2 separate regions of the Pan troglodytes genome follow, and region 2 is linked to region 1. Evidence: chromatin contacts called from public HiChIP or PLAC-seq data. All regions are on one chromosome and are shown on one strand. The core of a region is the stretch at or near the end of the contact, and the rest is flanking DNA. Distances in the headings are between cores, read along the strand shown. Region 1 holds the start of PLRG1 (pleiotropic regulator 1). Region 2 holds the start of MAP9 (microtubule associated protein 9).

Region 1 (6,130 bases), core at 1,608-4,107:
GATCAAAACTTGCATTATAATACAGGTACAGCCATTAAATACTGTACGACCACAATAAGTCCTGCCAGGAGGGGCAAAAATAACACATTTTATTTTTCTGTTTTTAAAATTCACATATAAGTCTGACATTTCTGATAATACCATACTCACCTTGATTGGCAGGGTACTGTTTATGAACATATGAATCCGTTGCATTCTGAGGACCCTTCTCTTTAAGATTTTCTTTTGAAGTAGGCATATGCAACACAGGACCATACTCATTACGAAGCTTGATTGCCATTTTTCGTTTGTGACTATTTAGAAATTATAAACATAAGAACGTATCCATAAATACTTTAAAACAAACACTTAGCTTAAGTTTGCCCATTCACGTAGAAAAAGTTTCTAGTATGATTTTAAGTAGTATTTAAAAGAATCAAAAATTTCCAAGTGCATTTCCCCACCATATCTGTTCTTTTGCTTACATTCGACCACACAGCATTCATTAAACCTACGTAATATTTTAGTTTGTTACCTAATAAATAGAAAACCTTTTATGATAAATTGTCAAGGGTCTGACTGAAAGATATACAGAAACTAACATACCCTTTAAGAAACCTCAAAGTCAATATACTTTCCTTCAAAATATAAATATAGTAAAAACTCTATAGCAACCTTTACTAGATGTATCCAAACAGGTTAGTTAGAACTAATCAAAGTACTTAATTGGTTCAATATCTTAAAAAGAAATGCACTTATATTACTTTTAAAAATAGTCTACTTTATAAATTAAATATAAATGCTTGTTTGAGGAGTTAAGTAGATTTTAAAAAGGTAAAGGACAAAGAAGGAACACTGCACATAATGCAATCCCAGACTGAAGCTGGATATGTAGAACCAAAAATATGCCACCACTCAAAAATCTTCATCATACTAACGAGAAAAGATGGGAGTAGAGGTACTGGCCAGGTACAATTTCAGCTCAGCAAGGCTCTGAGAGCAGCGGGAAGCTGAAAGCACATACAAAGTGATTGATTATAAAATAAAATACCTAAAAGGGACTCTCTTAATTACTGGGTATTTGTAAAATGCAATTAATTAATGAAACTTTTACTGTAAAAGGCCAAAAAAAAAGTTAAATCAGCTTAAATTATGCCAAAACACCACTCATTATTGAATAATTAGCCCATGACTAGCTTATCTTTAAAGGACTCCCTCTCCCTGCTCTCTTCCCCCAGTATTAGAATGTTAAGTATTTTAGCAATTGAAAAAAAAAAACTACACCAACCTCTCTTCATCTAAAGGCACAGGTTTTCCATTATCAGCTACAAACATGTCATGGGTCCTCTTCAATGACCTGAACACAAGGGTGTGTACAGAATGTTTCTGTACCTCCTAAAACAAAAGAATGTAATTACACACCTATCTACAAATTACACAAATCATAACCTAAAGTCAGATTGATTATACACTTCACGTGTTTAAATATGTAAAAAGCTTTATACCACTCACCATAGCTACTTGTTGCAAGCTACAGGAGTCAAGTTCAGAGAAGAGGAGGAAGCTCCTCTTTGGCTAGAACCTCAGGTTTAGCAACTGAGTGATGCCGGAGTTTAACTTACTCAATAATATTTACTGAGCTCCTACTGTGTGTCTAGCAGGTATTGTGCTAGAATCTCACAATAGAATGATAAAAAGGTAGTCATGGTCCCTGTGCTCAAGAGGAAACAGACAAATAAAAAGTAAAATAATTTCACATTTTGATAAGTGCTATGAAGGCAACAAGCAAGGCGCTGAGTCAGGGAACGAAGGACTAAGTATAATTGTGAAAGATTTCACTAAGGTGATATTTAAGCAGAAAGGGAGTTAGCCTTGCACAAAACAGAGGTAAGAACGAACCAGGCTGATGGAAATGTCATGTAAAAAAAAGTTCAGTTAACTGAAATAATACAAGGAGCGCAGTACAGCTGTGTATGGAGGATGAGATGGTGCTTTGTAGCTGCAAGGGTAGACAAGGTCCAGATTAGGTAAGGTCTTTTAGACTATTACAACAGCCTATATTTTGTTCTAGCAACATAGGGTCAGTAAAGGGTTTTAAACAAGAAAGGTATGAACAACTTACGTTTTAAACAGAACAACTTATAGAACAAAATGGAAGCAAGGAAACCAACCAACGGGGAGCTAATGCACCAGTCCAGGTGAAAGATGATGTTGGTCTCAATTAAGGTGGACTGCAGGGGATGTGGAGAAGAGTGAATGGAATCAATAAACATGTGGGGTAAGATGGACAAGACCAGCTAACAGCGTTGGCTGTTCATGCCAGGGAAAGATGTAAAGAATGGCAAGTTTTTCTGGGGGTAGAGGTGAAATAAGAGACGACCTGAACGCAAGATAGAGAAGACTACCAATCTTTTAGGGCACAGAATCACTGACACTGCCCCGAGGGCGGCAAGTACCAGTGATCGAACACCAACAGAGGCCCCGCCTCCGAGGACAGTTTCCAGCTCCCAAGAGTCAAACGAGGACTGGACGAATTATCTCAGGCTTCGCGCCCAGGCTGAACCTCCGACTCGGGTTCTCATCCGGCTTCTACCCCTTCCCCGAAAACCCGAAGAAGAGACCACCCGGCCTTGGCCAAATAGCTCCCCTCGTAGCCTCTTTTCTCTCTGGACTCCAAGTACTCTCAATCCCCCACGCGCACTGCCAAAAAAACAGTCCAGAGACAAACGACTCTTGAGAGCCCCAGTGTCACTTTACCTCGACCATGATGCTACCGTGTATCCCACCTCCGGCAGGGAAGAAACTCTAATCACTAACGCAGTACCCGCCGCCACAGCTGTGCAGCACCTTCCGGACTTGGGCGCCCAGGCGGCGGATGTGATGCAAGCTCTGCGCACGCGCGCTAGTCTCCCTCGGCCATCTAGGATCAGGAGGCGGGTCTCCCTCCTCGGGACCGCCTCTAGGGTGGAGTCTCGAGGCTGAAAGCCTCGAGACTCCTGGAAGGGCCTGGGTGGAGGGTTTCACTCGTTCCTCTGAAGAAATCTTAGAATTATGTTTTCTGCCTTAGTTGGGGTCCTGGTTGTTCGTGCTGTATTCCCCGGAAGCTTAACGCTTTTTATTCAGAGAACCTAAGCGTCTGGAGAGCAAACTCCCGTGGGCTCTATCTAAGGCATTTCCACTACCTTGATCTCTTTGGAGGTCGCCTGCGTGCTTTGTGTCTCCTGGTTCTAATCCTGGCGAGAAGCACTTGGACACTTGTAGGCTTAACACCTGAAAACAATTTCGCTTAAACAGTCCAGTAAACACTTGTTAAGTGAACGTTGAGGAATAGCTGTTTTAATTTGGAAAATTTTGACATGTAGATATAACAAAACCCGATATTTATTTTCTGCTAATAGATTGTTTTTATTTATTTCTTAAAACTGCATAGCTCTTGGCCATTTCCTAGTTGCCTGCTGATTATTGTGGCTTCAACAATGCCAGGGTACAGCTTTTCAAAGCTGGTAGAAGAAAGACACAATTGGAGACTTTAGCCATTTTTATTTATACATATCCTTGTGCCAAGTATTGGTATTTTTGCTTTCTACCCTGGTAAAATCTGTGGTTTGTGATCAACCCTACCCAATTATTTTTCTATGTAAAAAAAAAAAATGGATCGACTTAGGCATTTACAAACTTAAACAGACAAACATTTTACTGGCCCTGTTTCAGTTTCACTAATCCTGTCCTGAGAGCATACTGCTTACACTTTGAGAGGGGGGAAAAAATCTAGCAAAAGAATAGCAATATAAATCAACCTTACTTGGAAATTCATTAAAAACATTAAGGTCATGGGTTTTTGTTTGAGACAGAGTTTCGCTCTTGTCGCCCAGGCTGGAGTGCCATGGCGCGATCTTGGCTCACGCTGCAACCTTGGTTGGCGCTGCAACCTCAGCATCCCAGGTTCAAGCTATTCTCCTGCCTCAGCCTCTGGAGTAGCTGGGATTACAGGCGCCCGCCACCATGCCCGGCTAATTTTTGTATTTTTAGTAGAGACAGGGTTTCACCATGTTGGCCAGGCTGGTCTTGAACTCCTGACCTCAGGTGATCCACCCGCCTCGGCCTACCAAAGTGCTAGGATTACAGGCATGAGCCACTGAGCCCTGCCTTAAGGTCATGTTTTTACTTGAAGATACAGCATCTCTGAATTTAACTGTGAGTTTGGCCTAAGAATTGCTTTTCTGTAAAGGTGGCAGGTGATGGTATTTCCTTGCAAGAAAATACCATAATTGTAAAATATATACTTGATGAACTAAATAATATACTCACCTATTAATATTAACTATAGAAAATAACATGATTTGAAATGACAATAAAACCATAGAAACCTAAGCAAGACTAATATATATGGCAATATATTAATTGTCTAGTTGGACCTATTAACTTTTTACATATTTAATCATCCTGGAGACATTAATTTAATTTCTCAATAACAACATGGTAATGATTGAGGTAAATTGCCTCGAATTTGCTCCTTTTAAAACACTGTCATGAATTTATAGAATTATGTCATCCCCTTGAAAGTTTACAATATTTTAGATAAATATAGAACTCAAGTGACCCTATTATTTAGTTCAGGGATTCATGAATTATGTATATTGTAGGAAAATTTTGTATTTATATGGGAGTATGTTTTATTTTCTGGAGAAAGGATCCACAAGTTTAATTGGATTCCTGAAGGGCTCCGGGATACACACATGGCCTGGCTGACACCCCAAGCTGCCTTATTTGAACAGCAGGTGTCACCACTGCTCTTCGTACGGGCCCTCAGGGCTGTCCTTAAAGCAGACACGGCAAGTAACTTATTGATATAAATTATTAGTATTACGTCTGTGTAAAACCAAGAATACAAGTTTTAAGGAAAGCCCTCCTTCTTTAGGCAAGATTTTTTAAACTCACTAATACAGAAACTCTTTTTATTCTCCTTCAAATATTGTCCTTTGCTCTTGAACAGTGATAGGTCATATGAGTATAGATTTGAGTGCCATTTTCATCAGCTTTTTATGATATTTTTATAGGAAGTGTTTTCTGATGCTTATAAAATAATAAATATTACTATTTATTTTCCTGTTTCAACTTAGAGGGTTAAATATACAAGCTTTAAAAAACACTATATGCAATGTTCTTTAGAGTTGTGTGGCTCAGTATGTCCATCCCTTAAATTTCATATTTGAAATCGTTCGTTAATTCAAAAGGAAGTAATCATGGGAGTTATCACTGTTTATTTGAATTTCTGAGGTCAAAACCTGTGAAAAATGATACTTGGACATTTCTTCCAAAACTTTGGTCTTTAATTGTTTAGCACAATGCTATGAATTTGCCTAAATACTAAGGTAGTGTTAGCAGATACTTTCTTGTAGCATAGTTGAAACAAGCTTTTGGGACTATAAGGAACAGTGAAGGGGCTGTTCTTCCTGTTAATGCCTGGAAAGACTTTGGGAATAATTAGATTGTACTATCAGTTATAAACTGTCAGTTATAAATATCTTAGCAAGGTGTATGTGTGTGTGTGTGAGAGAGAGAGAGAGTCCTCGGGTCTTACTTATCACAATTTCACCATCCTCTACTACATGAAGCCCCATCTCATGCGTATTAGTTTGCTAGGGCTGATGTAACAAAGTACCACAAACTGGATGGCTTAGACAACAAATATTTATTGTCTCACAGTTCTGGAGGCAAGAGGCTTGAAATAAAGGCGTTGGCAAAGTTGGTTCCTTCTAAGGGCTGTGAGAGAGAATGTGTTCTATGCCTCTCCCCTAACTTCCAGTAGTTCTCTGGCAGCCTTTGCCATTTCTTGGCTTCTGCTGCATCACTGTCATGTCTGCCTTCATCTTCACATTTCGTTCTCACTGTGCATATGCCTATGCCAAATTTCTCCTTCTTAAAGAACATCAATCATATTGAATTAAAGGCCCACCCTACTCCAGTATGGCTTCATCTTAACTAATTCCATCTAAAAATACCCTATTTCCAAATAAGGTCACATTCTTAGATACTGGGGGTTAGGAATTCATAATGTGAATTTGGGGGGACACAGTTCAACCCACAACACTATATCACAAAATAAGTGACAATATTGAACATAATCATGACTTTTGTTGTTTACCTTTAC
Region 2 (6,130 bases), core at 1,467-3,966, 830 kb after region 1:
GTTGCAGTGAGCCGAGATTGCACCACTGCACTCCAGCTTGAGCAACTGAGCGAGACTCCATCTCAAAAACAAAAACAAACAAACAAACAAAAACACCAAGTTTAGAATTCTGTATGCTTATACCTGAAATTAAAATGTTAATATGTTTACATAGCTAAGAGAAACCAAATTATAATAGTACTGATATATGAAACACGAAGAGTCTGTGGTTTTTAAATTTACCCCTTATCACAGCCAAAAAAAAATCTGATTTATAGCAAGCTTTATAAAAGCACTTCTAATGTGCACTGAAGTTTAGTTCTGTGGGACTAGTTACTAACTAGCTGTAGCACCTCCTAGGGTTGATCTTAAAGATGAACCTGTCTTCGCCAATGTGGTTTACCACTGGCAGCCAACCTTTTACTGCAAACCTGCCATCAATTAATTTATATTTTCGTATACACATTCAGAAAACAAAACAACAACAAAAAACGAAAATCATACAACTTCCTGAAAATTAAGAGTGGCTTTCTACTAATTAAAAAGTTGAAAATCTAAAATTAGTGAATGCTTAGGTATTATTTTAACACACGTGATTGAGGGGATGGGTGGTTGGGGGGCTGGCTAAATACAAAACTAAGGAAGCAAAAAGAAGAAAAGTGGTTCACTTTTCCATACTGTCACATACCAATCTCATCACTGTCAAAGTCATCTGAGTATTCAGAACTCCTTTGTCTGGCTGAGCGAGCTGTAATTGCTCTTATTAGCTCATCCTGAAATGAGATACTGAAATCAATTTCCATCCAAACATGGAGGTATCATATTTACAAGTAATTCTTTAAACAAACAATGCTTGATTAACGACTGCTTTCCAACTTCGGTTTCATTCATCTAACAAATATTTCCTGCAAGCTCACTTTATGCCATGTACCCACTTTACGCCTCATACTCAATGCAGAGCATCACAGACAAGAGCCCTTCCTCATGGAGCTTGCAGTTAAACTAGAGGAGACACACATTATGGAATAAATTAATTGCAGGTTATAATTAGAGCTGGAGAGTAACAAATAAGAAGGGGCTCAATTTAGATTATAATTTATTAAAAACTGGTATTTTGAAAGAAATTGGTATTTTTAAGAGCTTTTGTCTCGGCATATTTCAGAAATGGATGCAATCAATATTGCAAACTTAGAGGCTGAGTTCAAAATTGCAGTGACTCAACAGAAAAAAAAACGTAAACATTATGTTACAACAGAAAAAAAGTTTTTATATAAAAATGGCAATTTAAGGTTGCGATTCAACTTTTAACTTAGTAGGAAACTAGTATTGAGGCTACTTTGGTAGTCTTAAAACCATATAGGGGAGTTTGTAATACTGGATGAGCCCAAACATGATCATGTGCAAAACCTCAAAAGAAATATAAGATTTACCCCAGCTTTATATAGGACTGTTCCTAGAATCACCAATTTCAACCCATCTAATACAGTGTTTACACTGTGAAATGATTCCAAATAAAAATACTTTACCTGGAAAGTAGTTCTTTTGGTAACTTTTGGACTCTTTGTATATGCCAAAGTGGTGCTAAAAACTTCATCAGACATGGTGTATTTTTTCTCGTTACCTTTATAAAATAGCTAATTATTAGAATTCAACTTCTGATGGTAGCTGAAATATACAAAAAAATCAGACTTTGCATGCTTCAGAATTTATTACATTTGATTCTACTGTCCCCACAAAGGTCAAAGAAAAGCATCTGATATGAACATTGGGCTACATCTTCACTTAAAAAGGTTCTTGTAAAGAAATAGCAAATTCTCACAACAAGCTTGTTTTAAAAAATTCAAATGGAAGTTATCCTAAAATAGTTTTGCAACTACTTAAAAAGTCTGCAAATAAATGATTACCAGTTAATACGACAAAATGCTGCCAATTAAAATAGAACACCTTATTTTTCACCTCTCTTCTAAAGTATAACATTGCCTTCAAAATAAGTCATGTCTTATTTAAAAGGCCATCAAAAGGATCGTCGGCGTAAAAATTATGAGCACCACCACCAAAAAAAAAAATGTATCTATATATTTGCATATAGCGCTATTCAAAGAAAAAGATCGTAATGCTAACCCGCAAACAGCCAGCGATATGTATTGCAAGCCAATTTTTCCTCTCACAAAAGTGTTAAACAGAGCCAGACAAAACGACGAAGCTTTCGCGATGAGCCGCATTAAAATCGCGGTTTCCCGTGCTCGGAGCAGAGGCCTGGCAGGGCCGCCCATAGCGTTGTGCGCCCCGGGTTCCGTTCCCTACCAGGCCAGGTGACGTCCGGGTGCTCGCCGCTCCTCACCGCGCCGTATGCTGAGCACCAGCGAACGCCAGGCCCGTGCACGCCCAAGCGCGGTCTCTGTCCGGATCCCCCATGGCCCCCAGGTCCCGCTTTCTGTTCCCAGCCCCGGACGCCCGCGGCCAGTTCTCCGCGACCCTGAGAATCAAGAGCCAAGCGTCGGGTAGGAGCTGCTCACCTTGGTCTGGGCCTGGCGGCGCCCGCAGAGCCAGTCCTGGACCGAGCGAGGAGGAGGGGCTAATAACAGAGGCGGAGGGCGGTTGCTAGGAAACAGCGTCTTCGGGAGGAAGTGACTTCCCCACCGCCGGGTCTCTCGGGTACCCAACACCGCTCTTCGGCCCAACGTGTCGCTGGGGCAACCACCCAGACGAAGGAAGTGACATCACTTTCCTGGGTCTTTGGAGAGGGGCTCATTATTGGTCGCTTGTGTGCATGTGCTGTTGCCTAGGAGACAGGACCCGCCCAACTCCCACCCAGATAGCCTTACTCTTGCCAATAGAGTAAGGGTCCTTATCTGCACGTGTTGCAAATAAAGCACATTCGTCGTTTTGCCACAGTTAGGACGTGATGTTCTCTGAATCGAAGTACGGTGTCAGTGGATGGGACAGAATAATAGTACGGTAGTGACGTTTGCAGAACCCTGTTTCCGACTGCACGTTTGAATCCTGCTGCCCCTTTCCTACACACGTGATTGTCCCAAGTTAAGGTCTTTATGACTCAGTTTCTTCTTCTGGGGGAAAACAAAAGTGTACTAATAATAGACACCTGAAAAGTTGCTGTAAAATTGAATGAAATAATACAAGTGGAACACTTGGAAGAGTGCCTGGAATTGTATTCGATATTAGATGTGCTCCTCATGCAACTAAGCCGCAAAGGGCCTGGAGAGAACTCAGCTCTTGTGGACACAGCTGAAAGCCCATTGGACATCTTACTTGAATGTAAAACTCCCCCTCTTTGTATACTTAGTGAGTAATCTTATTCGAATCAAACCAAACAAAATGATCCACTAGGCTAAAAGAGCATGTGCTACTAAACAAAATCAACATCATTTAATTAGCATAGGAAATTCTTAAAGCAAATAAAAACCAAAAACGTTTATTGAAAGTCTTTAAAATAATATGAATTTTTACTATTTTTAATTTTTAAAAAGCTTAATCCTAGTTGAATTATCTGAATGAATTCATTGACTAGTAATTAAACTCATACCTGGTATTTTTTCCACATCTCTAAAATATGTTAATATTTCACTAATTCAATTTTGTATAAACAAATCACATTGAGATAGAAATTTAATAAATCAATGTATTGAAAAACTAAATGTGCATAACAAGAAATAAGAAATTTAGTAAAATACAATGCTGTATTAATCAGGGTTCTCTAGACGGACAGAACTAATAGTATATATATAATATATATATGTCCACTCATCTGTATCCATTTATGAAGCTGAAAATGTACACCACCTCTACACACACATACCCAGAATAGAAAATGCTCCCTATTTTCTATTAACTCATGGCACTACTGTTGAACCCTTCCAGGTTCACCTCATGCTCCTGGAACCTCCTTTCCACTGTAAAACATTCTCTCACTTTTTCCTCTATAATCACATCCTTATCTTAGCTAAGCAAAACTATTTTCTGAATAAACTATCTCCCTGAGGGCTTTTCAAATAGGGACTGCTGTAGAAGGAAGATTTCTAAGTTCTCCTAGGTCCTCACATACTCAGTGACTGCTCTCCTATTACTCCAAACCCTTCCTCCTCACAAGCCAATATTCTATGTTCTATTTCTCAGTTTCTGTCATCAATAGATATCTAGGCCCTTCTCCCACATTCACTGAATATCTACAGCCAACCTATCCAATACCTGAGATCACACCAAGGTATGGTGTGGCCATGTTCCATTCAACAGAATTCTTTGCTCTATACTCCAAGACTTTCACTTGTCCATACCCCTAATTGTGGGGCTCCGTATTGGAAGTCTTAAACTGTAATACTCCACTCCAAAAGGCCCATGGCTTCCTTTTTTAGTTATTCTTCTCTTGTTATTTCTATTTAGGAACTCATCAAGACATCTAGACTCTTTTTTTTTTTTTTACTTTTTCTTTCTTTCTTTTTTTTTAATGCATGTATCTCATCTAAGATGTCCAGACTTTTGAGCTTTTCACATCTTCCCCCAATTTATCAGTTGCTCTCTTTGCTTCCTGCTTCCCTTTCCTAGCTAGCCCAAGTCCCACAATGTAGCTTATGGAGTTCTTTCTTCAGCACTTTCAACTTTCTCGCTTCATCATTCCTCTGGGACACAAAACTTGTCCATTGATCATCCAAATTCTTTGACCCAACGTATTTCAGAGTAATAGTGCATCAATCCCAGCTTACAATTTTATTTTATTTTTAGATCCAGGATCTCACTTTTTTTGCCCACTACTGGGCTCAAGCGATCCTCCTGCCTCCATCTCCCCAAGTGCTGGGATTACAGCCATGAGCCACCATGCCCGGCCCCAGCTCGCAACTTTCTGTGTGACCTCAGGTATGTTACTTAGACACTCCTAACCCCAGTTTGTGCATTCATAGGTTGGGATAATACCAACCCCTTCCAGTGCCATTTTAAAGATTTCATATAATACTTTGCACAAATACATATGATAAAATTATTTCCCCACTCAGGACAGTGCCCAGTAGAGCTGGTGAGTCAGTAACTGTGGTTCCCCCACTTTCCTTCTCCTTACCAAGCTCACCTTCCACCTTCCCTCTAATTCCCGTCCCTATTCTCTTTCATGTGTTTACGTGCCTGTCTCTTCCACTAGAATCAGTTTCTTAACAGCAGCAGTTTCTCAAAATTGACAGTTTGAGCAGAATCATTCTTTGCTGTGGGGGCTGTCCTGTGCATAGTAGAATGGTCAGCAGCATCCCACTCTCCACCCCACTAGATGCCAGTAGCACCCTCCAAGCTGTGACAATCAAAAATATCTCTAGACATTGTCAAATATCCTCTGAAGGACAAAATCACCTCAATTGAAAACCACCGCACTAGAGTAATGGCTATCAAACTTTTTTGAACAAGACCTACAATAAGAAACATTTTGTATATGTATATACACACACAGTATGTGAAATAACTTCATCAAATCATTCTTTCCCTTACGGTGTCCCACTCTGATATGTTCTATTCTGTTTAAAAAACAATGACTAGACTGAGCCTCCACAAGAATAGTAATCTTATCTGTTTCATCTTTGCACTCACAGTACCTAGGCAAATTCTGTGGCACACAAGAGGAACACAAATACTTGTTAAATTGCAATGAATAATCATTTCTGGTAGTCAATAAAGAGTTTTAGTTAACAGAAGAAAAACAAAAATTCAATTTGTCTTCTGGTTGTGCCGTGTTCAAAATTGAACACCACCCTTGGCAGCTTCCAGGAGAAAAAGTTCTTCGCCTCTGCTCTAAAATATTCTGTAGCCTAATCAATGTGAGCAAAAGGCAAAAATCTACTAAGGTATAAAATGTTTTTATATACTACATATATAATGTAGTATATATGTATACTGATTATACATATATGATGTATACATAGTATATATGTATACTGTACATATGTACATAGTATATATGTATACTGTACATATGTATATAGTATACATGTACACTGATTATATATATACTACATATGTAATGTATATATGTATACATATATATGTATATAATCATAAAATGTTATAATCATTTTATGATTATATACTACATATATAATCATATATATATACACAACATATAATCATTTTATGATTATATACTACATAGATAATCATG

What was found. HiChIP or PLAC-seq counts read pairs in DNA pulled down with a chosen protein or histone mark.
Region 2: an H3K4me3 HiChIP or PLAC-seq map of stem cell-derived excitatory neurons shows a contact between it and region 1, with 7 times the contacts expected there. The contact joins the promoter of MAP9 here to the promoter of PLRG1 in region 1. A contact is called at or near these places in 1 of 7 Hi-C or Micro-C datasets (stem cell-derived neural progenitor cells) and 1 of 1 datasets of contacts at active chromatin or transcription factors (stem cell-derived excitatory neurons).

What each region holds. Positions count from the first base shown.
Region 1 is chr3:156,354,592-156,360,721 of NHGRI_mPanTro3-v2.0_pri, forward strand. PLRG1 (pleiotropic regulator 1) reads right to left here and starts at 2,858. Exons shown (of 15, transcript NM_001246648.1): 1 at 2,737-2,858; 2 at 1,268-1,374; 3 at 151-293. The coding sequence starts at 2,745.
Region 2 is chr3:157,185,199-157,191,328 of NHGRI_mPanTro3-v2.0_pri, forward strand. MAP9 (microtubule associated protein 9) reads right to left here and starts at 2,717. Exons shown (of 14, transcript XM_517499.5): 1 at 2,496-2,717; 2 at 1,506-1,644; 3 at 668-752. The coding sequence starts at 1,580.